Regions from separate parts of the Sus scrofa genome. Here regions 1, 2, 3 and 5 are each linked to region 4. The links are chromatin contacts, called in public Hi-C and HiChIP or PLAC-seq maps. All regions are on one chromosome and are shown on one strand. The core of a region is the stretch at or near the end of the contact, and the rest is flanking DNA. Distances in the headings are between cores, read along the strand shown. Region 1 holds the start of SLC27A1 (solute carrier family 27 member 1). Region 2 holds the start of PGLS (6-phosphogluconolactonase). Region 3 holds the start of GDF15 (growth differentiation factor 15). Region 4 holds the start of CCDC124 (coiled-coil domain-containing protein 124). Region 5 holds the start of LOC100736865 (PLASMODESMATA CALLOSE-BINDING PROTEIN 4-like).

Region 1 (4,667 bases), core at 494-2,993, 400 kb after region 4:
TGGGCTTGTCTCATACAGACCCCGCCCCCAGGCCAGGGCTCCGCCCCGTCCCAAATTGGGCACGTCTCCTTACGCCTAGCCCAGCCTTTTCTGTCAATCATTAGCAAAGGCCACTCTCCCAGAAACAGCTCTTCCGTCCCGTCAGCCACTGTCAGGCCCACCCCAATCCTCTACGTAGCGACTATTCTGGGACCCAAGCTCCTCCCTAACGACTTGGCCCCCAAGCCTAGGCTCCACCTTGGCCCCCACCACAGACCCAGGCCATTCCTAGTCACTCGACCAGGTCCCGCCCCCATGCGACACTACACCTCTGTTCTTGGTCCCAGAATCCACCAGCCCAGAGTGCTTGGCTTTCCTCCAGGTGCCACCTCTACCCACCCCCACTATTCATTTGGCCCCGCCCACAAGCACAAACCCATTCCAGTTTCGCTCGTCAAGAACCAAGTTGGAACTATGACCACGCCCACAAGCATACGCCCCGCCCTCTCTGAATGAGGCCCCGCCCCTGTAACTGAAGCCCCGCCCCCAGCCTAGGGCCTAGCCGGCATTCCCGGGCCCAAGTTCTACTGGCACCGGCCCCGCCCTCAAGCTTTGAACCAGTCACCACCTTCCGGGCTTATTTCGTCCCACCTAGCAACCTAGGCCCCGCCCCACCTGCCCTCCGGGCAGGCTCTCTTCAGACCTGTCGGGCTTATAGCCCCTCTGCCGAGATCCGCCCCCTTCCGGAGGCCACGACCATAGAGAGGGCCCCTTGGCCAGAGAGACGACGGCCAACAAGACCTGGGGGCTAGAACGCCCCAGCAAGGACGGCCGCTGTCTCCATGACAACTAAATTTCTCCAGCTACCAGCTTCCCTTCCCTACCTCCCCATCCCTCCCTGCGTGGAGTTTAGGAAACCCGTGAGTGCCTCAGCCGAGAGGTATAGCTCCCAGGCGCCCCCGGCCCAAGCCCTAATGGCAACCAGGATCCCTACCCCTGCGGACTAGAAACGCCCAATTCACACTCAGGGCCTGCCTGTACTGGATTCTTGTTCTAAATGCAATTCCCAAAGCCTCTTCGGTTTTAAACACACTTTCCCGGAGTTCCTGTTGTGGCACGGCGGAACGAATCCGACAAGGAACCATGAGGTTGCGGATTCGATCCCTGGTTAAGGATCCCGCGTTGCCGTGAGCTGTGGCGGCTCAGATCCCGCGTTGCTGGGGCTGTGGTGTAGGCCGGCAGCTGTAGCTCCAGTTGGCCCCCTAGCCTGGGAACCTCAATATGCCGCCAGTGCAGCCCTGAAAAGCCCGCGCGGGGGGGGGGGGGGGGACGGGACCACATTCCAGGGATCTGGAACCCACAGCCTAGGCAAGAAGATCCAATCCCCATCTCACTCTTAAAGCTATATTCCAAGAACCCAGCTAAATTCCAAATCTATATCCCCACATCTTGTCAATTAAGTCTCAATGTTATCACTCCAGCACCCCAAGGAGAACAAAATCCACACACTAGGTCCCCACCCTTCCACAGAGTCCTAGGGTCCTAAACGCTCACCTAGAGACCCTAAAGCCCTCCCCCTGATCAGGCGAAGGCACGTGCTGGCCAGGCTACCCACCACCGTATTCCCTGGCTGACCTGGAGCTGCTCACTGACCTTCAGTCTTTGTTCTGTCGCCAGCTCCCAGAAGTTCAGGCAGTAGGCAGGCTGGGACAGTGAGGCTAAGACAGAGGTCCCTACACCTTCCGGGCTTCTGTTTGTGCAGACTCCTGGGGACTGCTCTGTGTTGTGCCCATGTGGGCCTCTGCCTTGGATCCCTCTCTCCAAGCTCCCTCTCTTCTGCACCCCTGCCCACCCCACCCTTGCTCGTTTTCTGCCCTGTTTGGCTGACCTTCTCAGCATTCTCCTTGGGAGGCAGCCAGGGCCTGCTTCCGGCACCATTTGGAGGACAGAACTGGGCAGGCGCTCACCCCCCTCTTCCCCAAGCTGCCATCAGTCCCTTCAGGCTGCCTAGGGTGGATGGAATGGGGATGAAGAGGCAGATGAGAGGTCTGGCACTGGTCCCCCTACTTTCTCAGCCAGGTGTCAGTGAAGTCAGCAATGCTCAGTAACCCCAGCCGCACTCTTATCCTGCCAGGTAGTGCTATTGTGATCACCCTATTTTACAGGTAAAGAAACTAAGGCCTTTTCTTGCTAGCTGGAGTTGAGATTCATTCGTTCACAAATGTGGGCAGAGGGGTTCCCTGGTGGCCTAGTGCTTAAGAATTTGGCACTGTCACTGCTATGGCTCGGGTTCTATGCACAACCAAAAAAAAAAGACAAATGTGAGGAGTTCCCACTGTGGCATGGTGGGTTAAGAATCTGACTTCAGGGCTCGGGTAACTGCAGAGGCACAGAATCAATCCTCAGCCTGGCACAGTGGTTTGAAGGATCTGGCATTGCTGCAGCTGCTGCATAAGTCAAAGCTGCAGCTGGGGTTCCATTCCTGGCCCGGGAAGCTCCATAGGCCAGGGGTGTGGCCATAAAACAAAACAAAACAAAACAAGAGTTCCCGCGGTCGTGGCGCAGCAGAGGCAAATCCGACTAGGAACCATGAGGTTGCAGGTTCGATCCCTGGCCTCGCTCAGTGGGTTAAGGATCTGGCATTGCCGTGAGCTGTGGTGTAGGTTGTAGATGCAGCTCGGATCCCTAGTTGCTGTGGCTCTGGCAGAGGCCGGTGGCAACAGCTCCAATTGGATCCCTAGCCTGGGAACCTCCATATGCCACGGGTGTGGCCCTAAAAAGACAAAAAAACAAAAAACAAAAAACAAAAAAAACCAACAACCACAACAAAAACAAATGTGGGCAGAGAACTTGCTCCCCTTTCTCCACTCCCTCCCCCTCCTCCTCTCCTTTCAGTCTTCCTTAAACTTCTCCTGCCTCTTCTTCATCTTGCCCTGATTCCCTCTGTTCCCCCAGTTTCCTCCCGCTCTCCTTGTGCCTCCCATTCTCCTTCCCCTCTTCAAGTTTCTCCCTCCCTTCCCTGCTTTGCTTTCCTCCACTTCCCCACCTTGCTCTTCCTCTCTCTATTCCCTCCCCTCCTCCACCCAGTCCTCCTTCCCCTCTCCCCTCCCGTCCCTCCTCCCCACCAGTCCCCTTCCCCTTCTCTGCCTTCTCTTCCTGGCTTCCCTCCTTCCCCCTTTTTCTTCCTCTGTCTTCTCCTCCCCTTCTCCCTACTCCCCCTTTCTTCCCTCTCCTCCTCCCTCCATCTTACTAAGCAAACTGAGCCCTGACTAAACAGTGCTCATCACAGTCTCTTCCAACTCTCCCCACACCTCCTGGAGATATACTGCTGGGTCCTCAGCCAGTAATCCCCAAATCTAAAAGGCTCTACACGTGGTTCAGCAACTAACGAACCTGACTAGGATCCCTGGGGATACAGGTTCGATCCCTGGCCTTGCTCAGTGGGTTAAGGATCTGGCGTTGCCATGAGAAGTGGTGTAGGTCGCAGACGCAGCTCATATCCCACATTGCTGTGGCTCTGGCATGGGCCGGCGGCTACAGCTCTGATTGGACCCCTAGCCTGGAAACCTCCATATGCCGTGGGTGCGGCCCTAATAAGACAAAAAATAAAATAAAATAAAATAAAAGGCTCTACAAACCCAATGGTTTTTTTTGTTTGTTTGTTTGTTTGTTTGTTTTATTTTATGGCCACACCCAAAGCATATGGAAGTTCCTGGGCCAGGGGTTGAATCTGAGCCACAGCTGCAACACATGCCATAGCTGCCACAACACCAGATGCTATAACCCACCCGGACTGGGGATCAGACCTGGACCTCTGCAGGGACCAAACTGCTGCAGTCAGGGGTTTGTTTTGTTTTGTTTTGTTTTGTTTTTGTCTCTTTAGGGCCACACCCATGCAGCATATGGAGGTTCCCAGGCTAGGGGTCAATTCGGAGCTGTAGCCACTGGCCTATGCCACAGTTACAGCAACACCATATCTGAGCCAGGTCTGTGACCTACACCACAGCTCACAGCAACGCTGGATCCTTAACCCACTGAGCAAGACCAGGGATCCAACTTGCATCCTCATGGGTACTAGTCAGATTCATTTCGGCTGAGCCACCATGGGAACTCTGGCAATCAGGTTCTTAACCCACTGCACCACAGCGGGAGCTGCCCAACTTTCTCTTAAGGTGGTGTCCGTACTCCAGTGGAGGGACCACTTCTCCTATGCTGTTTTCAGTGACCAATTATTCCTTTTAATCCCTGTTTATCCTTTATTTGTCCCTTTACATAATGGCTTCCCCACATCCCCAGGAACATGATGCAACACGGAGCAGCTTTCACCCTGTCACTTTCCTAAGATCTGAAAAATTCCCAATTCCAGAACATAACTGCATCAATTAAAAAAAAAATGGAGTTCCCCTCGTGGCTCAGTGGAAAGGAATCTGATTAGCATCCATGAGAAGGCAGGTTCAATCCCTGGCCTTGCTCAGTGAGTTAAGGATCCAGCGTTGCCTTGAGCTGTGATGTAGGTGGCAGACTCGGCTCAGATCCCACGTTGCTGTGGCTGTGGTGTAGGCCAGCAGCTGCAGCTCCCCGTTCAACCCCCAGCCTGGGAACTTCTGTATGCCTCGGGTGCAGCCTTAAAAATACAAAAAAAAAAAAAAAAAAAAAAAAAAAAGGTTGTCTGACATATCAGTAAGCAT
Region 2 (4,480 bases), core at 1,797-4,296, 370 kb after region 4:
CGTTTTGTTGGAGTTTTGTTACTTGTGCAAGTACAGGTTTCCTAAATAAAAGTCTTTCAAAGTCACACACAGTCTTTTTATTAGTCTCAAAATAAAACAAATAACTCAACTATACTTTTTTTCTTTTTTGCTTTTTAGGGCCGCACCCATGGCATATGGAAGTTCCCAGGCTAGGGGTCTAATTGGAGCTACAGCTGCCAGCCTACACCACAGCCACAGCAACGCCAGATCCTTAACCCACCGAGCGAGGCCAGGGATCACACCTGCAACCTCATGGTTCCTAATCGGATCGTTTCCGCTGCAACACAATGTGAACTCCAACTATACTTTAATTAAAAAAAAAAAAAAAAATTCCGGGGAGTTTTAAAAAGTGGGCTTTTACTTCTTTTCTTTTGTCTTTTTAGAGCCGCACCCATGGCATATGGAAATTCCCAGGCTAGGGGTCATATTGGAGCTTCAGCCACTGGCCTAAGCCACAGCCACAGGAAATCAAACTAAAGTAGCCCCTGACCCTGAAATGTATCCCAGGGGCTGTCGGAGCAGGGTAGGCCAGGCAGGTTCATAGCTTGGCTCTCTTGATGGTCACTAGGAGACTTTCCTTTCAGCCTCAGTTTCTCCATCTAGGAAATGGATGTACTAACAGCTCCCGCCTCACAGACTATTGTGGGGTTTTACAAGATGATGTGGGTAAAGCAAAGGGCTTGGTCATTAGTAAACCTACTTGCATATTACAAAAAAAAAAAAAAATCAGCTCAACTTTCTTTGTGAAGACAACTCAACACACCCAGGACTAGTGACCTGAGGCTTCTGCCCCAAACTGCCCCTCCCACACCTCCCTGTGTGTGTGTGTGTGTGTGTGTGTGTGTGTGTGTGTGTTGGACGAGTGGTGAGATGCCTCATATCTTAGCTCCTCCAAGCCTCAGTTTCCCTGCTTGTGCACGGTTGGTGTTCCCCTGATTCTATAGGTGCCTGGGGCCCCAAGTCAAAGACAACCAGCCATGGAGTCATCAGCTTCACAAGCTGCATGGAGACCATCAAGAATTCATCCAGGTTAGAGATGGGGAAACGGAGGCCAGTTCCACATGTGAACTGGAGTTTGGCACTTGTCACCTTCCTCTAAGGAATTAAATCATAAGCCACTGCAGCTGCTGACCAGAAGCACCCCTTGAGCAGAGCTCAGTGTGGAGACCAGGAGTGAGGCACCCTGTACTCTTGAAAAACTGGTCTTCAGGGAGTTAAAAATCTTTAGAAGATTTCACGAGCCCAAGCATCTCCTCATATCTAGAAAAAAACTAAAATCCTTCATGAGGACTGATGTCTGTGACTAGCAGTAACCTTCAGGAGACCAGCAGCAAACTTCTATAAAATGAGTTATGGCTATATGCACCTCCCCTTTCAACTTTATGACATATCTTGATAGTCCCCCTCTCCTCTTTGGCACAGTATTTCAGAGCTGTCTGAAATACTGCCTCCTGAGCTATAGTTAAGTGGACAAAAGATATCACAGTTATCTGGTAGTGCAGCCACTCCCAAGGGTGAGCTGGTGAACCCTAAGGGAACTCAGGAAAGAAAGAAAGCAGACTGGCCCACAGCTGAGGTGCCTATCAACGGAGTGATTCCAGTAAAGCCACACACTGACTTCTTCCCATAGAAACTGGTCTTCTGTAAATCAGGTTTCCGTGTAAATCTTTTGTTCTTACTACCAGACCTTTGTTGAAAATTCTCCTATATACCCTAGCGACCTGCCCCTCCCAGCCCCGCCTCCTTGGAGGTTGCTCAGGGCTACCTGAGATGCTGTCTCCCAGGCTTAGGTCCTAATTTTGTTTTTTGCCCCCAATAAAACTTAACTCAGCTTTCAGGTTGTGCATTTTTTTCAAAGTGGACACATACCAGATCCCTCCTGCCTGGCTCTTCTTTCAATGCTTTTGCACGCTACAAGGCTGCTGGCGCCAGAACTTCTTTAGGACCCTGCAATGGAGCACTCTGTTTCACCTCCACGCTTTTGCCCATGCCATTCCCTCTGGCCGGCTACCAGATAAAGCATCAAGGGGCTTAAAGGTCTCCACTGCTCCGCCCAGAGGGCAGTGGAGGTGCCGTCCAGATGGGACCTTGAGGAACCCAGATGACAGTTCCCAGCTCAAGTCCAGACAGAGGCGGGGCACAGTGTGACCCTGCATGACCTCCGTGGCCGGTTTCAGGCGGTGGGCGCAGCCAGCTTGAAATGACCCCCAGGGGCCCCCGTAGCTGCGTTCGTAGGACGGGGGCGGCCCTCTTAACGTGACCCCCAGCGGCCCCCGTAGCTCTCACCCGGTAGAGCCCGTACGTGCTCTCGGCGTGCTCGAAGGGCACCAGGCGCTCGTCGCAGAAGCCCAGAGTCCAGCGCGCGAGGTTGGCGGCCCCGGCCGGGGCAGCGGAGGCGGGCAGCTCGCGGGCCAGCATGGAGACAAGGCTACCGCCTGACAGGCCAAGCGCGAAGCGGCCGCGGGCCCCCGCCAGGCAGCACGCTGCCTGCTGCGCTACCAGTTGCGCCAGCGACGCGCCCAGCTCCTGCGGGCTCGAGAAAACCGAGATGAGGCCGGGGGCCGGCGCGGCCATGGCGGCGGCGGCGGCGGCGGCAGCAGGGAGGCGGAAACCCTCCCGGCAGCCACCAGTGCGTCTGCGCAAAGGCCAGTTCTGCCACACAGCGCTCCCGGCCTTTGGGCGGCTGTCTTAGGCACATGCGCAGTCCCACGAGTGAAGTCCTGGCAGGCCGTGCAGTCTGTCTGGCTGCGCTTCTTTCACTCTGCAGGGTGTTTAAGCTCTATCTTGGGCTGCAGCAGGCTCGCAGTGCGCTCAACTTCCCAGTGTCAGGAGGCGGGGCCGCAGAGGGGAATTCAGAGCATCCAGGCTCCTAGAAGGGGACCTGGGGTGTGATGGAGTGGAGGGAGGAGATGGGAGATTTCCCGGAGGAAGGTGTATTTTTGGTGGACGTTGAAATTCCTGAACCTTCTAACGTGTTTATCTTGGTGTGTGTTGTCTCTCTCTCTCTTTAAAATATAAGCTTGATCCATGAGACGCGTGGTCAATCCCTGGCCTCTCTCAGTGGGTTAAGGATCTGGCGTTGCTGTGAGTTGCGGTGTAGGTCGCAGATGCGGCTCAGATCCCTCCTTGCTGTGGCTCTGGCGTAGGCCGGGGACTACAGCTCGGATTCGATGCCTAGCCCGGGAACCTACATATGCCGCTGGTGCGGCCCTAAAAGCCAAAAAAAAAAAAAAAAAAAAAAAAAAAATATATATATATATATATGTATGCATGTATGCTTGATGAGGCGAGGGATATTTGTTTTGTTCACTGAGTCCTTGAAAGCTCTCTGAACTCAGTTAACAGAATGAAAATAGACTTGTTGAATTTCTCCTGCATATTCTCCCTGGAGACCTCTTTGTGTCTCTGAGGACTCAGAAGCCTCCATCCTGGCTCTGGCCTGGAGAAGTTCCGGAACTGCGGCAAGTGGACCTTGGTTAATAAGATAGAGTATGCAGGGGATAACATGGGCAAGGAGGGCTGGAAGGGGCAGGAGGCCTGGTGGGCCAGGGCAGCCTGACCACATATCAAAGCCAGGGAGTTTAGGAGTGTGTAAGTGCAATGAGATTTGCATGGGTAGTGCATCTTTAAAAGCAGTAGCAAATTAAAACAATTCTATTTACAGCAGCATCAAAGAGAGTACTTAATAAATTTAGCAGAAGAGGTGCAAGACTTGTACCCTGAAAATCAAAACTTTGCTGAAAAAGTTTTTTAAATGATCTAATTAAATGAAAACATATCCCATGTTCACAGATTGGAAGATTTCATAATGTTAAGACAGCAACCCTCCCCAGATTGGCCTATAGCTACAGCACGATCCCTATCAAAATTCCGAGAGACTTTTTTGTAGAAAATGACAAGCTTATCCTAAAATTCATATGGAATTGCAAGGGACCCCAGAATAGCCAAGCCAATCTTGAACTAAATTAGGGGACTCAAACATCTTGATTTCAAGATTACTACAAAGGGAGTTCCCATTGTGGCACAGTGGAACAAATCCAACCAGGGACCATGAGGTTGAGGGTTCAATCCCTGGCCTCGCTCAGTGGGTTAAGGATACAGCGTTGCCCTGAGCTGTGGTATAGGATCCTGCGTTGCTTTGGGTGTGGCATAGGCTGGCAGCTATAGCTCCAATTCGACCCCTAGCCTAGGAACCTCCACATGCCATGGTTACGGCCCTAAAAAGCAAAAAACGAACAAACAAAACACTACAAAGCTACAGTCATCAGTGTGGTATTGGCATAAGAATAGACAACTATATCAGTGGGATAGAGCTGTGATATAAAAGCAGCAAACCATATGTCCATCATCAATGGATCTTCAACAAGGGTGCCAGGACCATTCAAGGGGAAAAAGAATAATCTTTTCAACAAGTGGTAAAGTAGTGGGACAACTAGACTGTCACTTGGAAAAGAATGAA
Region 3 (4,144 bases), core at 222-2,721, 420 kb before region 4:
TCCAACACTCCAAGCTGAATCCCAGATCAGGGCCTTTGCACGAGCTACTTCCTCTACTGGCCATGCTCTTGCTCTGAATCTCTGCATGGCTGATTACACATCCCTCCAGCCTGCCTGAAATAGACACAGTCCTATTTTACTTCGTTGTGTAGCATCTGTCTCCGCCACCAGAATCTCAGCAAGGGTTTCTGTCTGCTTGGTCACCACTGCGCCTGGTACACAGTAGGTGCTTACTTGATACTTGCAGGAATGAATGCATATCTCATCTTTAGACAGACTAAGTGCCTACAAAAGGCCCTGGGGATACAGCAGCTACTGTGTTTTCAACTCTCTGGATCTATCTGAGAAATGAAGGGTACCTGGCTCCCCAGAATTCTCAGACTTCCAGGTTGGTACAGATGTTGGGGACACTGGAGAGACTGAGGTTTGAGGACTCTCAACCCAGTCAATAGGCTCAGAGGGGGAGAGAGGTTTACATGGAGTTCCTCAGCACAAGTGGAATTAGGGCGGGATAAGAACTCTCTGCCTAACACCCTTCCCTCAACCCCTCCCCTCAACCCCTCTCAGTTCTTAAGAGCAGCCCAGATCTTGCGCCCCCTCTGCCCTCTGGAGGCTGGGTGGAGGGCATGAAAATACTCCACTTCTTCCCTAGGGAACCAGTCACGTGCAATTTCAGCAGTGTCTTGGCGCGCGATTGCATCAGATTCGGAACCAGCCCAAGCAGGTTCTGCCCATCTCTACGCACCGTTCTGTCTCCGCCCCCTCTCCTCCCTTCCGCCGGACCCCTGGATCTTACTCCCCTGGAAATCCCCCTACTATCCTTTCCTTACATCCAAGGGCAGGGACCACGGCCCCGCGCCCGACCTTGCGTCTGGGTTCTCCAGGCTCTGTGAGCCTTCAGTAGAGTCGCTGGATCCTCTGGCCTTAGTTTCCCCATCTGCGCCGCGGAAGGTGTTGTAACATCTCAGATTGGCTAAGCCCCGCCTCGTCCTTCTGCAAACCCGGCCGTTACCTCCCCCATCAGCCCCAAGGTGGGACGTAGCTGCTCCGTTCACAGGTAGGGAAACTGAGGCTGGGCCGCTAGCCTTGGGATCTGTGTCTCAGAACAATTGGTGAGATGATGAGTGCTGCCCAGAGTGGGGTCTCCCAATTTTACTCACACTTTGGAGTGACTATCCGGACTTGAGGAGCGGGGATGAGGTTCGGGTTCGAGTCTTCCCAGGTCTGGTTCGCTCGAAGCCGGGTCAGCAAATCTTCGTAGCGTTTCCGCAACTCCCGGAATCTGGAGACATCTGAACTGGAGTGCACGTCTGAGGGTCCCGGTAAAGCTGGGAGGTGCTCCTGGGCCAGAGATAGGGCGCCTCCCGACGGCAGCCAGGAGAGCATCAGCAGCATCAGCAGCGTCGGAGAGCGGCGCGGTGGTGATGGTAGCTGCCCAGGCATGACTCTGACGGTTAAGCACTAAGCTGGGACTGACCGGACGCTGCTGGACCGGCCTTTATAGTCCCCGGACTTTGTCCGCCCCTGCCTGCCTGGTCCCGCCCGCCGTGGGTGCAGAGTAAACACTCCAGGGACCACAACTGGGAGGAGTCTTCGGGTGCTTTTCATGGGGTGGTGCTTTTGATTGGGGGGGGTGATACTAGGTATGCTGGGGAACCCCCCTAAGCTCCACACCAAGCCTCAGTATCCTCTGCTGTGAAATGAGGACATCATCTCAGCTAGGTGGGCTGGCGGAAAGAATAATTTTCTCAGAAAAGATTTATTACTATGTGCTAAACTCCATAGCAAGAGCTTAAGAGGTAGTAGCCTTCTTCCTCCATGGGAGTCCATCTCTCCCCTCTCTGCTTAGGGTCAAAGGCTGAAGATAGTGAAGAACAAAGGAAGTAGAGGGAAAGGGGCCAGAAAGAGCCAGGAAATGCAACCTGGAGTAAGTCACTCCTCTTCATCGCACCTCTATTTCTTCATCTGGAAAATTAGGATTGAGACTTTCCCTGGAGAGAAGGTCAAATGAGGTGTAAAGGACAGGGCCAGGCACATAGCAGGTGCTTGATAAACTGTATGTTTTTGCAGTTCCTCAGCTGAGGAACTCCTATCCATTCCTCAAAACCCTACTCAAAAAGCCCTCCTCCAGGAAGCCTTCTCTGACATTATCTTTTCATGCTCAGCAGAGTGTTTCCAACTCATCCCTTCCTCCAGCCCAGCCCTGACCCCACAGCACTGGGAGTGTGTGTGCTTGGTTCTGTCTGCCCCAGACAGAGCTTCTTGAAGGCTTGGGCAAGGATGAAGGTCCTCTGGGCCCCAATCCCTTAGCTGGGCCCAAAGAGGAGGTGGCAGAAAATTAGGGTGCTGGGGCCTAGGGAAGGGAGGACCGGTGCCAGGTGCAGCCACCAGATGATGGAAGGAAAGGGGGTGTCCCAGAAATACACTTCTCCCTGGGGCACCTAGACCTAGACCTTGCTCTACTGCTCAGGACTCCTGGCCCCAGGCATCATTCCTGGGCCTGTTTCCAGCCCCCTGACTTCAGAGGGGATGGGCAGATGTGCAAGGCAGACTGTGGGTGGGTGTAAAGTGTGACAACAGTGTGTGCAGGCAAGAGATTCAAGGACTTGTTGGGGGTCACACAGCAAGGTTCCCAGGGAAGAACACAGTCCCAGCCTCCTGCATATCCAGGAGTACCCACTTGCTACGTGAGCCCAGTCAAGCCTCTGACACTCCTATCTCAGTCTCAGCCTCTGCAGTGGGGTTTGTCACCCAGTGGGGTTGTCATCCCTGGGGATGCTCTCGGTTTAGTAAACACCCCTGGTCACGCTATCATCCTGACCGTGGCCACTGGGAGGCTGGGCCTCTTGCGCCACCAGCTTGGCATACATAGTAAATGCTCAGTAAAGGGTCCAGAGCTGACCAGATAGGCAGTCACCCTGCCATGCCCCCTGCAGGGGCTGGGTCCCAGAGGTAAAGCAGAGTGCTAAATAATTCTAATGTGGCTAGGGCAGGTCAGCAAAAGGTAAAGATGCCCAGGACTAACTGTGGGTGGGTGGGGCAAAGGGAGCGCTGTCTGAGGCAGCGTCTCTACAAGATCAATAAGGGTGAGAAGCCAACATTTGCTGGACTCCAGGCTGTTCACATGGATAAAGGAGCAAAGCCTCAGAGGGTCAAGTGTGTGCACAGGGCTGTAGGGGGTGACCCCCACAATGGGGACCTGGCACAGGATCAGTCTTTGGCTGGGCCATCTCTCTCTCTCTCTCTCTCTCTCTCTTTCGCTCTCTTTTTTTTTTTTTTTTTTTTTTTTGCTTTTAGGGCTGCACCTGTAGCATATGGAAGTTCCCAGGCTAGGGGTCAAATCAGAGCTGCTGCTGCCAGCCTATGCCACAGCCACAGCAACGCAGGATCCAAGCCATGTTTGCGACCTACACCACAGTTCATGCCATCACCAGATCCTTAACCCACTGAGCGAGGCCAGGGATCAAACCCACATTCTCATGGATACCAGTCAGGTTCATTACACTGAGCCACAATGGGAACTCCCTGGAACATCTCTTTACCTGACATCTCTTGGCTTGTGATGGGATTCTGAATTTCCCCAGTGGTTAGTTTTGCCCAAATTTCAAAGCCTCATGAAGAGTTTGCCCTGATCTGTGTCCCAACAACCTGGACAGTTGATGACTCCAGAGAGGTCAGTCTAGGTTCACATGCCCACGCCTCCTCTTCCTAGCTGTGACGTGTGCAACAAGGAGTTTTAACTGCAAAGCCTCAGTTTCCCTATTTGTAAAAAGTGGTGATGTCACCCCCCTCACAAGATTGTGTGTGAGTGGGAATTCTGCACACACGGGGGTCAACACAATCACCACTCAAATCTCAGCACCCACCTCTCTAGCTGTGTGATCACTGGCAAGTTACTCAACCTCTCTGTGCATCAGAACAGAGGCAGTGGGTTGCAGGAGGGAGAACGCTCAGTACAGAAATCCTCTCCTCATTATCCATCCAGCAGACCACAAACCGAGCACCAGGTCATACACCAAGGACAGAAATACTGGTGATTCGGAGTCCCCTCTGCCAGCTGAGGACCCCAGGCTGAGGATGACCCTGGTGAACGCCAGCTTCTCACAAAGACACGCAAGAAATTGCACATTTCAAGTGTTTTATT
Region 4 (4,161 bases), core at 1,088-3,587:
GAGCAGAGCAAAGTAGGGGAGATCAGTAGACCACAAACTTCTCTTTGAGGTACTTGTTTGGGTTGATCTCTTATAATTTACACGATTACTCGACAAATGTTCATTTTCCCCACCAGGCTGGGAGCTCCTTTGAGGACAGGGTTGGGAGTGCCCTGTATAGTAGGGGGCTCAAAAAAAAAATTTTTTTTTTTCTTTTTACGGCTGCACCTACGAATACGGAAGTTCCTAGGCTCGGGGTTGAATTGGAGCTGCAGCTGCCAGCCTACGCCACAGCCACAGCCAACCCCAGATCCTTAACCCATTGAGTGAGGCCAGATATCAAACCCACATCTTCATGGACACTGTCGGGTTCTTAACCTGCTGGGCCACAATGGGAACTCCTCAAAAAATGTTTTAAGCAAATGAATGAGCAACCATCTATTTCCGGGGTTCCCTCAGTATTTATTTCATACTGTGCTGTGTCCAAACTCAGCTTCTCACTTCCCATGCACTTCCCTCTTCAGCCTCTGAAACTTTGCTCTTGCTATGCCTTCACCTGATACACCCTGACCTGTGGCCTCCTGTGAAAACACTGCCCACTCACAGGGACTCTGCCCCAGCATCCCCTCCTCCTGTTGCTTAAGACCCCCAATACCATCTCAAGGCCTGACAGCGCTTTTTTGATCCCTCTCAGGCCAGCACTGAATATTTATGTTCCTTCAAAATTTTTATGTTGAAGCCCTAACCCTCAAATGTGACTATATTTAGAGACAGTGACCATGAGGTGATAAAGGTTAAATAAGGTTGTAAGAATGGGGCCCTAATCTAGTAGAGCTGGTGCACCCATAAGAAGAGAAAAAAGGGAGTTCCTGTTGTGGTGCAGCAGAAACCAGTCTGACTAGGAGTCATGTGATTGCAGGTTCAATCGCTAGCCTCGCTCAGTGGGTTAAGGATCCAGTGTTTGCTGTGAGCTGTGGTGAAGGTTGCAGACGTGACTCAGATCTGGTGTTGCTGTGGCTGTGATGTAGGCTGTAGCTCCAACCTGACCCCTAGGCTGGGAACCTCCATATGCCACAGGTTCGGCCCTAAAAAAAAAAAGGAAGAGAAAAAAGACACCAGAGCTCACTCTCTCCACCATGTGAGGACACAGTGAGAAGATGGCCGTTTGCAAGTCAGGAAGAGAGCCTGCACTGGGAACAAACCTTGAATTTAGCCTTCCCAGCCTGCACAATTGTGAGCAAATACGTTTCTGTTGTTTAAGCCACCCAGTCTGTAGTATTTTGTTATGGCAGCTGGTGCTAACTAATACAGTTTTTCTTCTTTGTTCGATAAATGCTCTCTCACACACTTTGTCATTCAGTAAACACGCACCGAGCACCTAGCATTACGTGTGGGATGCTGGGGAAAGGCATTGCTGATGGGCTTCCTGATTTAATGGAATTCCCAGGCTGGCTGAGAGACAGACAATAAGAATGGTAACTCAAGATCAGAGCTGTGGTGGGGACAAGCAGGTGCTAGGGAAGCTGGGAGGGGGCTTCCGACCTGTCTGTGGAGAGGTGGGAAGGGCGTGTCAGAGGGCTTCCTGGAGGAGACAGCTAAGAAAAGGCCTGAGGGAGTGGGGAGCCCCAAGCCCCCAGAAGTGTGGGGGAGCCAGGCTGGGAAAGGGGGATTTGTATTCCAGGGTTTGGGGAAGGTGCGGAGGGCGTCAGAGCCCTCTGGGCTTGGTGAGGAGGTGAACTGGATGAGTGAGACAGAAGCAGGGAGCTCAAGCAGGGGGTCTGGCTAAGCAGGGGTTAGTTAGGAGGGAGTCAAGAACCACGTGGTTGAGCGGTTGTGAAAGTAAGAGAGAGAATAAAAGATGAAACTCAACGCTGCCTCCTCCAAGAAGTCCTCCAGATACCTCTTCTGGGCTCCCCCAGACCGTCATCCTCTTCCCAGTCCTGACCCCATTACAAGAAGCCAGGGACGTCTGTACTCAGCACTGTTACCCCAAGTTTGTAAGCTGCTGAGGGAAGGGCTGGAGCTAGGTGGCCTAGAACAGAACACTGTCTCTCTGGGTCTCAATCGCCCGCTCAGGGAAATGGGGATAGCCTCCGCGGGAGCCCTGGAGCCTGGGGACCAGAGGTGCCCCCGTCTCTGAGCACCCCATCTCCAGCCCTTCCAGATGGGTGGTCCCAGACCCAGCAGCCTCGCGGGGCCCACCCGCACCCCGCCCCTCGGCTCCGCCCGCGCCGCCACTGTTCCTACCTCCTTCCCCCGGCGCCGGCCCGGTCGCGCCTCTGTGACGTCACCGAGGGGGGCCTGCGCTCAGAGCCCCGGGCGGCGCGCGCTGATTATGTCAGAGCTCCGTCGCCATCTTGGTAGAGAAAATACTGCCCTGGTCTCCAGTCCAAGTCCAGGAAGTTAGCCGTTTCTTTGTCTCTTCAGGGAGCGAATATTGTATAAACGCTCCTCCCCTGCGCTTACTTCAGATATTAACAAGTCAGGAGAGAAGATTAAAAGCTACAATCTAAAGCATTGCCTTTACCAAGATGGCCGTTGTCCAGATGAAAAATGGTTCCCTCGGCTTCACACGTGAGTTTAGTGGCCTCAGCCAGGAGTTGCTTGGCCGCCAGGGCGCGCCGGAACCCGCGGTCTACGCGTGGTTGGTTGATCCCCTTATCCAGAGGAAGCCTCTCAGGCAGGCTCTTCGCTGTCGCAGTCGCTTTGTGCTTTGAAGACTCTCATCTAGCCCACATTTTTTTGCCTCCCTTGTGCGAAGCTTAAAGTGGGAGGGAGCAGATTAAAGGGACAGAAATTAAAACACTCTGCGCTTTCCAGGTTCAGAGAACAGAAATTGAATTTGGGAGTTCCCGTCGTGGCGCAGTGGTTAACGAATCCGACTAGGAACCATGAGGTTGCGGGTTCGGTCCCTGCGCTTGCTCAGTGGGTTAACGATCCGGCGTTGCCGTGAGCTGTGGTGTAGGTTGCAGACTCGGCTCGGATCCCGCGTTGCTGTGGCTCTGGCGTAGGCCGGTGGCTACAGCTCCGATTGGATCCCTAGCCTGGGAACCTCCATATGCCGAGGGAGCGGCCCAAGAAATAGCAAAAAAGACAAAAAAAAAAAAAAAAAAAGAAATTGAATTTGACCAAAGTAATGGAAAGACTCAAATTCCTCCGGGACCATTCTCCTGGATTGCTATCACCCCCCCCACCCCGCTTTGTTTTGTTTTGTTTGTTTATGGCAGCGTCCAGGGCATACGGAGATTCCAGGCCAGGGATCAGACTGGCCACACAGCAGTGACCTGAGCCACAGCAGTGACAGTGCTGGATCCTTAACCCGCTGAGTCACCGAGGGAATTCCACATATCTTGCTCTTTTATTTTATTCAGCAATAGGTTTGGGGGGCCTCTTTGTCCAGGGCACCTGTATTTGTGCATTCACTAAGCCTCAGGGTCCTTCTCTGTAAAAATGGTTATATTAGGGGTCTGAGGATGACTGTACTGGGCCTGGCTGTAGGAAGAGAAGCAGGGCATGGATTTGGGGGCAGTTTAGGCAGGACAAGTTGACCACAGAGTTTGTTCTCCCGAAGGCAACCCCAGTGACACCTCAGGGACCTAAATTGGATCCGTGTATCTCCCCTGCTCTCAAGCCCCAAGTGGATCCCTACTGGCCTGCAAGACTGACCTCACCTCCCATTCCTCCTCATCCCCATTCTTTCTCAGCTCCAACCACATCAGCCTCCTTTCTCAAAATGCCAGATGAAGTCCCGCCTCAGGGAATTGGTCAGTGCTATTCCCCCTGCCCCTAGCTTTTTCCATGAATGACCCCTTCATTTTCTTCAGGACTTTGACCAGATATCCCTTCCTAAGAAGGACCTTACCTGGCCTCCCCAGGAGTTGGTGCCCCACCCCGGCCCTCTTTTTATTTCCTTCATAGCATCAGCCATTCACCTGGAACGATATTTGAGAAGAAGGCACTCAACATGAACATTTTATTGTTGTTCAGTATAGGGTGGGGAATGGAGGAGCCAAAGGCAACACCTAATTAAGCTTCTACTGGTAAAGAGCCAGTCTTTAAAAAGAAAAAAAAATTTTTTTTTTCTTTTTTCTTTTTTTTTTTTTTCCAATTTAAAGAAAGAGCCAGGCTTGTCACACCTTCCTGAGGACTGGGAACCTGTTATGTCTATTGACATAACTGAGG
Region 5 (4,423 bases), core at 788-3,287, 270 kb before region 4:
CACACGGCGTGGCCATCACTAGGCTGAACCCGGGGGTTCGCAGGGTGTCTCTTGGCTATGAGTCTTCACCAGATGGTTCCCGGCGGCCCCTTTTTAGCCACGAGTCGCCGCTGGTGTCTCAGGATTCTCTTAGTTCCAGGGCTCCTTTGGACAGTCACCAGCCATCCCTGACTCCCGCTGTACTCCAGGGCCCTGAGGACGCTGGCGTGTCTGGTGGCCAAGCGTGGAACTCCGCCATCCCCAGTGTCGCAGTCGGGCCCAGGAACAGCACCATAGTCCCTGGTGGCACATGGGAGCCAGCCAGGGGCACTGTGCCATGGGAGGCCACGGGCGGCAAGGCGGCGGTGGATCCCAGCCAGCCAGGGGAGCTGGTGGCGTCGGTGCAGGCTGTGGAGAAGATAATCATCCATGCCGCGGTCATTATCCAGGCGTGTACGCGCGGCTACCTGGTGCGCCGTACCATCAAGGTGTGGCACCAGTGGGCCATCATCATCCAGGCTGCCTGGCGAGGTTACTGCGTGCGGCGGGACTTGGCCCAGCTCTGTAGAGCCGCCACAATCATCCAGGCTGCGTGGAGAGGCTTCTGCGTCCGCCGGAGCCACACCCAGCAGATGCTGCTCCCAGCTGTGTGGGCTGCAGTGGGCGGGGGTGGGGGTGGGGCCAGGTCAATATCTGACCACCGCTGCTACCAGTCCTGCCAGCCACACGCTTGTAGCCTCTGCCAGTCCCTGAGCTCTGGGCTGGGGAGCCCACCCAGCGTGGTGATGCTTGTGGGTTCCAGCCCCCGTACATGCCACATGTGTGGCCACACCCTGCCCACGCGGGTGGTGCAAGGTACCGGCCGGGGTGCTGTAGTCCAGGCCAGCATGCCACGGGGCTGCAGCATCCAGCCAACCTCCCGGAGCCCCCCGCAACCCCATAGCCAGAACAAGGCAGCCACCACCATCCAGTCCTCCTGGAGGGGCTTCAGGGTACGCCGCCAGCTGAAGCAGCAGCAGGTAGCAGCTAAGATGCTTCAAGCGAGCTGGCGTGGTCGCTGCACCCGGGCCTCCCTCACCACGGATGCGCTCTTGGGCCCAGCAGCATGGGACAACTCACGGCACACGCAGTGGCCAGGCGTCTAGGACATTGGCTTACCGGTGGGGGGACACCAGGGCAGGAGCCATGTGGCTCTCTGGGTCTAATGAATAAAGCCCTCCACAGCCTGAGTCTTGGTCTACCTGTGCTTATGGGGCATCTTGGGCATGGTGTGTTGGGGGAATTAGGGGGGCATCTGGAACATCCTGGACAGGAGGGCCCCAAAACTTCCAACCATGGAGTTGGCACTTGGGGTCTGTGGCTGGGGAGCCCACCCCTAAGCCTTTCCTGGAGGTCAGGGCTGCCACTGTGGCCTCAGTGTGCCACGATATCCATCCATGATTACAGGAACAGTGTCAGATGGAGGCCATCCCCAGTGCCTTCCAGAAGCCAGTCTCTGGGGACCTGACCTAGAAGGGCCGTCATGAGTCCCTTGGCCCTTGAAAGTCCTATGGGTGCATGCATGTGTGCCTCATTCAGGAAATACCAGAGAGAGTTCTAGCCACATCTTGATCCAGGGCATGGGGGGGTGGGGGGAGGCTGGGTCTACCTCAAGGGACCCTAGTCTGGGTGAGGGAGAGCCAGACACAGACATCCTTAGTTGGTGGGATCAGGGACAGGGCAGAGAGGGAAGGCAAGGGCTGGGGACACCCAGAAGGGGCAGCCTGCCCAAGAGGAGGTGCAGCGGGCGGTGACAGCATGAGTTTGGAGCAGCCACAGAGGGGGACCAGAGCGGCGGGGGCACCAGGGGGAACTGGAAGGGGTAGAGGTGTCCTGAGGGACTAGGCAGAGTGTAACTGCTTCAGAGTCATGAACCAGGAGAGTTCGTTAGGAGAGGTGGGTAGGCCAGATGGAGAAAGGGGGTCAGGAGTGTCACCTCTGGTGAGCAGTAGCGCCCCCTGGAGGCCCTATGTCCCGAGGGTCCGCCTCTGACGCTCCCCTGAGCAGCCCCGCGTGCTGCCAGCAGGGGACGCGCAGGGGTAAGAAGCCGGCACCTGCCACACACCTGTGCAGAGCCCGCCCTCCGCTTCCCGTCGCAAGAATGGCGGGCTCCCAGCTGCCGCCGCTGCCTCTTCTGCTGTTGGTTCTCTTGCTGCCGCTGATACCTTCTGGTGAGAATTTTCTACTGACATTTCAGGTAAAAACAGGTAAAAAGGAGATCCGGCTTCCACGAAGCCGGAGAGGGCGTATGGCCTAGCCACACATCTGGCGGCTAGACTTCTCCCGCAGGCTGGTCTGCAGGTGCCCCCTATCTCCCAAAGGGCTGTTCTTTCTACCAGAAGTAAGGTGGGGAGGTCACGAGAACAGTGGGAACACTACAGCGTCTCCACCCCCTACCCCAGCCCAGAGAGCTCCCAGTTTTGCCAAGCCAGCGTGACCCGAACCAGGGAGAGGCTAGTTGAGTGCCTCACACCCAGTCTGAGGTTCTATTTCAAACCTCAGTTTCTCCTAGCCAGTCCTCAAAGAGTAGGGACGCCAGGACCATGAGGAGGCGGGGTGGGCAGGAGGAGGGCTCACTTTTTGGTCACTGAGCATCTATGGCCCCTGGGAGTTCTTGGCGCCTGACAGTTACTTTCTGCTTCACTTTGAGACAGTTCCCAGGGCAGAGAAGAAATTATTGCAGCCCTTCCCATCCCACCAAGTCATCATTCCCTCTGACCCACGTCCCCACCCCAAACCTGGAATGTCAGAGTGGCGGCCACCAAGCCTGAGACTCTTACAGCGAAGACTTCACTCAGAAGGCAGTACATTTGTCCCCATTTCATAGCTCAGGAAACTGAGGCTCAGCCTGTGGTGGACCCAGATTAGAACTAGTTGACTTGGCTCATGCCAGCCTCCTGGTCCAGGAGTCTCTGGGCAAGGCAAACTCCTGGCACAGTGTGCAGAAACAGCCCCACTTTACCTTCTGGTCAACTCTGCTCTGTGCCAGGTACTCAGTGGAGCTTGTGCCCCCACCACCACCTCCTCTTTCCAGGTCCATTAGTTTTCCTCCGTTCAATTGAAAAATTTAACTCCTCAGACGTCTGGTTTGGCTTAGGGTCCACTGTGGCCCGAGTCATCTTCATTTCAGCAGAAACCTCTCGTCCTCTGGATTCATCTTCAAATGATGGTGGGAGGCAGTTTGGGGAGGCTGGACTCTTAAGTCCTTGGTTTCTTTGAGGTCCTTAAGGGGCCCTCTTCCCTCTCTCTCTGTCACCTCAGGCCAGATGTTAAACTATTCTAAGCCTCAGTTCCCCACCTGTAAAATGGGGATGAAATAAGGCTAGTGCACCATGCTACTTCTAGACTCATCTGTCATCCCCACAGGGCCTGGGAAATTGGACCGAGAAATGGAGGTCTGTTTATGAACCAAGCTCCCTCCTGGGCCCAGTACTGGATGTTATTTCCGCATTTCTACTGCTTGGGGTGAGGCAGGGTAGAAGCACAAAGATCAGTACAGGGCAGAGTGGGTAGGGGTGGGGCAGGGAGTAGTTGATGAATGAACTTGCAAGCAGTGAAGCTGCCCAGCAGCCTGGAACTGGAAAGGAAGTAATTGTGGGCAGTGAGTCATGAACTCTTTACCCACCCTCAGCCTGGCCCCGGGGCTCAACGTTTAGGATGGGGTAGGAGCTAGGGAGTAGCTGGAGCAAGGCAGTGGGGGCTTCAGAGCCTTGATTCACTCACTGTTCCTTTTGCGTCCCCTTAAAACTCTGAGTTTAGCCATGGGACCTTCCAGGTACCTGGGGAAGAAGGTTAGGGCTGATCCTCCTTGGGTGCTCAGAGGTGGCTCTGTGCCTGCTTGCAGCATTGTGTCGCTATGTGCCAGACACCTGTGTGACTTCTCAGAGTCTCTGACTTCCTGTGATGTCCATTTTACAGACAGAGAAACGGAGTCCCAGAAAGTTTAAAAGAGTTGCCCAGCGTGCTGCCTGCGGGTGTAGCCATTCCCTATATCCAGAGGGCATCTATCTTCAGAGCCCTGAATAGGGGGCAGGGAAGGTCCAAGCCGGATTGGATGTCAGATAAGAGACTTCAGACAAGGGCACTTTGGTTTCCCACTGAGCACTCATATGGTGCACTAAGTCCTCCAGATCACCCTAGGCAGTGGGTGTGTACTGTCTGGTGTAATAGGGAAAGAGGCATCCAGAGGGAGGTGGGGAGTTCCTGTTGTGGCTCAGCGGGTTAAGAACCTGACTAGTATCCATGAGGATGCAGGTTTGACCCCTGGCCTTGCTCAGTGGATTAAGGATCCAGTGTTGCCATGAGCTGTGGTGTAAGTCACAGATGTGGTTCAGATCCCACATTGCTGTGACTGTGGTGTAGGCTGGCAGCTATAGCTTCAATTCGCCCCCTAGCCTGGGAACTT

Evidence for each region. A called contact is a pair of places that touch in the nucleus more often than the background predicts. HiChIP or PLAC-seq counts read pairs in DNA pulled down with a chosen protein or histone mark.
Region 1: a contact with region 4 is called in a Hi-C map of liver, with 6 times the contacts expected there. The contact joins the promoter of SLC27A1 here to the promoter of CCDC124 in region 4. A contact is called at or near these places in 1 of 5 promoter capture datasets (fetal liver), 1 of 47 Hi-C or Micro-C datasets (liver) and 1 of 2 datasets of contacts at active chromatin or transcription factors (alveolar macrophages).
Region 2: a contact with region 4 is called in an H3K27ac HiChIP or PLAC-seq map of alveolar macrophages. The contact joins the promoter of PGLS here to the promoter of CCDC124 in region 4. A contact is called at or near these places in 1 of 5 promoter capture datasets (fetal liver) and 1 of 2 datasets of contacts at active chromatin or transcription factors (alveolar macrophages).
Region 3: a contact with region 4 is called in an H3K27ac HiChIP or PLAC-seq map of alveolar macrophages. The contact joins the promoter of GDF15 here to the promoter of CCDC124 in region 4. A contact is called at or near these places in 1 of 5 promoter capture datasets (fetal skeletal muscle) and 1 of 2 datasets of contacts at active chromatin or transcription factors (alveolar macrophages).
Region 5: an H3K27ac HiChIP or PLAC-seq map of alveolar macrophages shows a contact between it and region 4. The contact joins the promoter of LOC100736865 here to the promoter of CCDC124 in region 4. A contact is called at or near these places in 4 of 47 Hi-C or Micro-C datasets (embryonic fibroblasts, mesenteric adipose tissue, omental adipose tissue and 1 more) and 1 of 2 datasets of contacts at active chromatin or transcription factors (alveolar macrophages).

Annotation. Positions count from the first base shown.
Region 1 is chr2:60,233,845-60,238,511 of Sscrofa11.1, forward strand. SLC27A1 (solute carrier family 27 member 1) reads right to left here and starts at 1,744. Exons shown (of 13, transcript NM_001083931.1): 1 at 1,633-1,744.
Region 2 is chr2:60,194,991-60,199,470 of Sscrofa11.1, forward strand. PGLS (6-phosphogluconolactonase) reads right to left here and starts at 3,047. Exons shown (of 5, transcript XM_021083556.1): 1 at 2,308-3,047. The coding sequence starts at 2,595.
Region 3 is chr2:59,409,885-59,414,028 of Sscrofa11.1, forward strand. GDF15 (growth differentiation factor 15) reads right to left here and starts at 1,472. Exons shown (of 2, transcript NM_001174056.1): 1 at 1,161-1,472. The coding sequence starts at 1,443. LOC110259320 (a long non-coding RNA gene) reads right to left here. Exons shown (of 2, transcript XR_002341595.1): 2 at 4,122-4,144.
Region 4 is chr2:59,829,224-59,833,384 of Sscrofa11.1, forward strand. It overlaps CCDC124 (coiled-coil domain-containing protein 124), which reads right to left and starts at 2,338. Exons shown (of 5, transcript XM_005654904.3): 1 at 2,227-2,338.
Region 5 is chr2:59,556,870-59,561,292 of Sscrofa11.1, forward strand. LOC100736865 (PLASMODESMATA CALLOSE-BINDING PROTEIN 4-like) reads left to right here and starts at 2,038. Exons shown (of 3, transcript XM_005654894.3): 1 at 2,038-2,189. The coding sequence starts at 2,120. KIAA1683 reads left to right here. Exons shown (of 2, transcript XM_021083531.1): 2 at 189-1,208. The coding sequence ends at 1,124.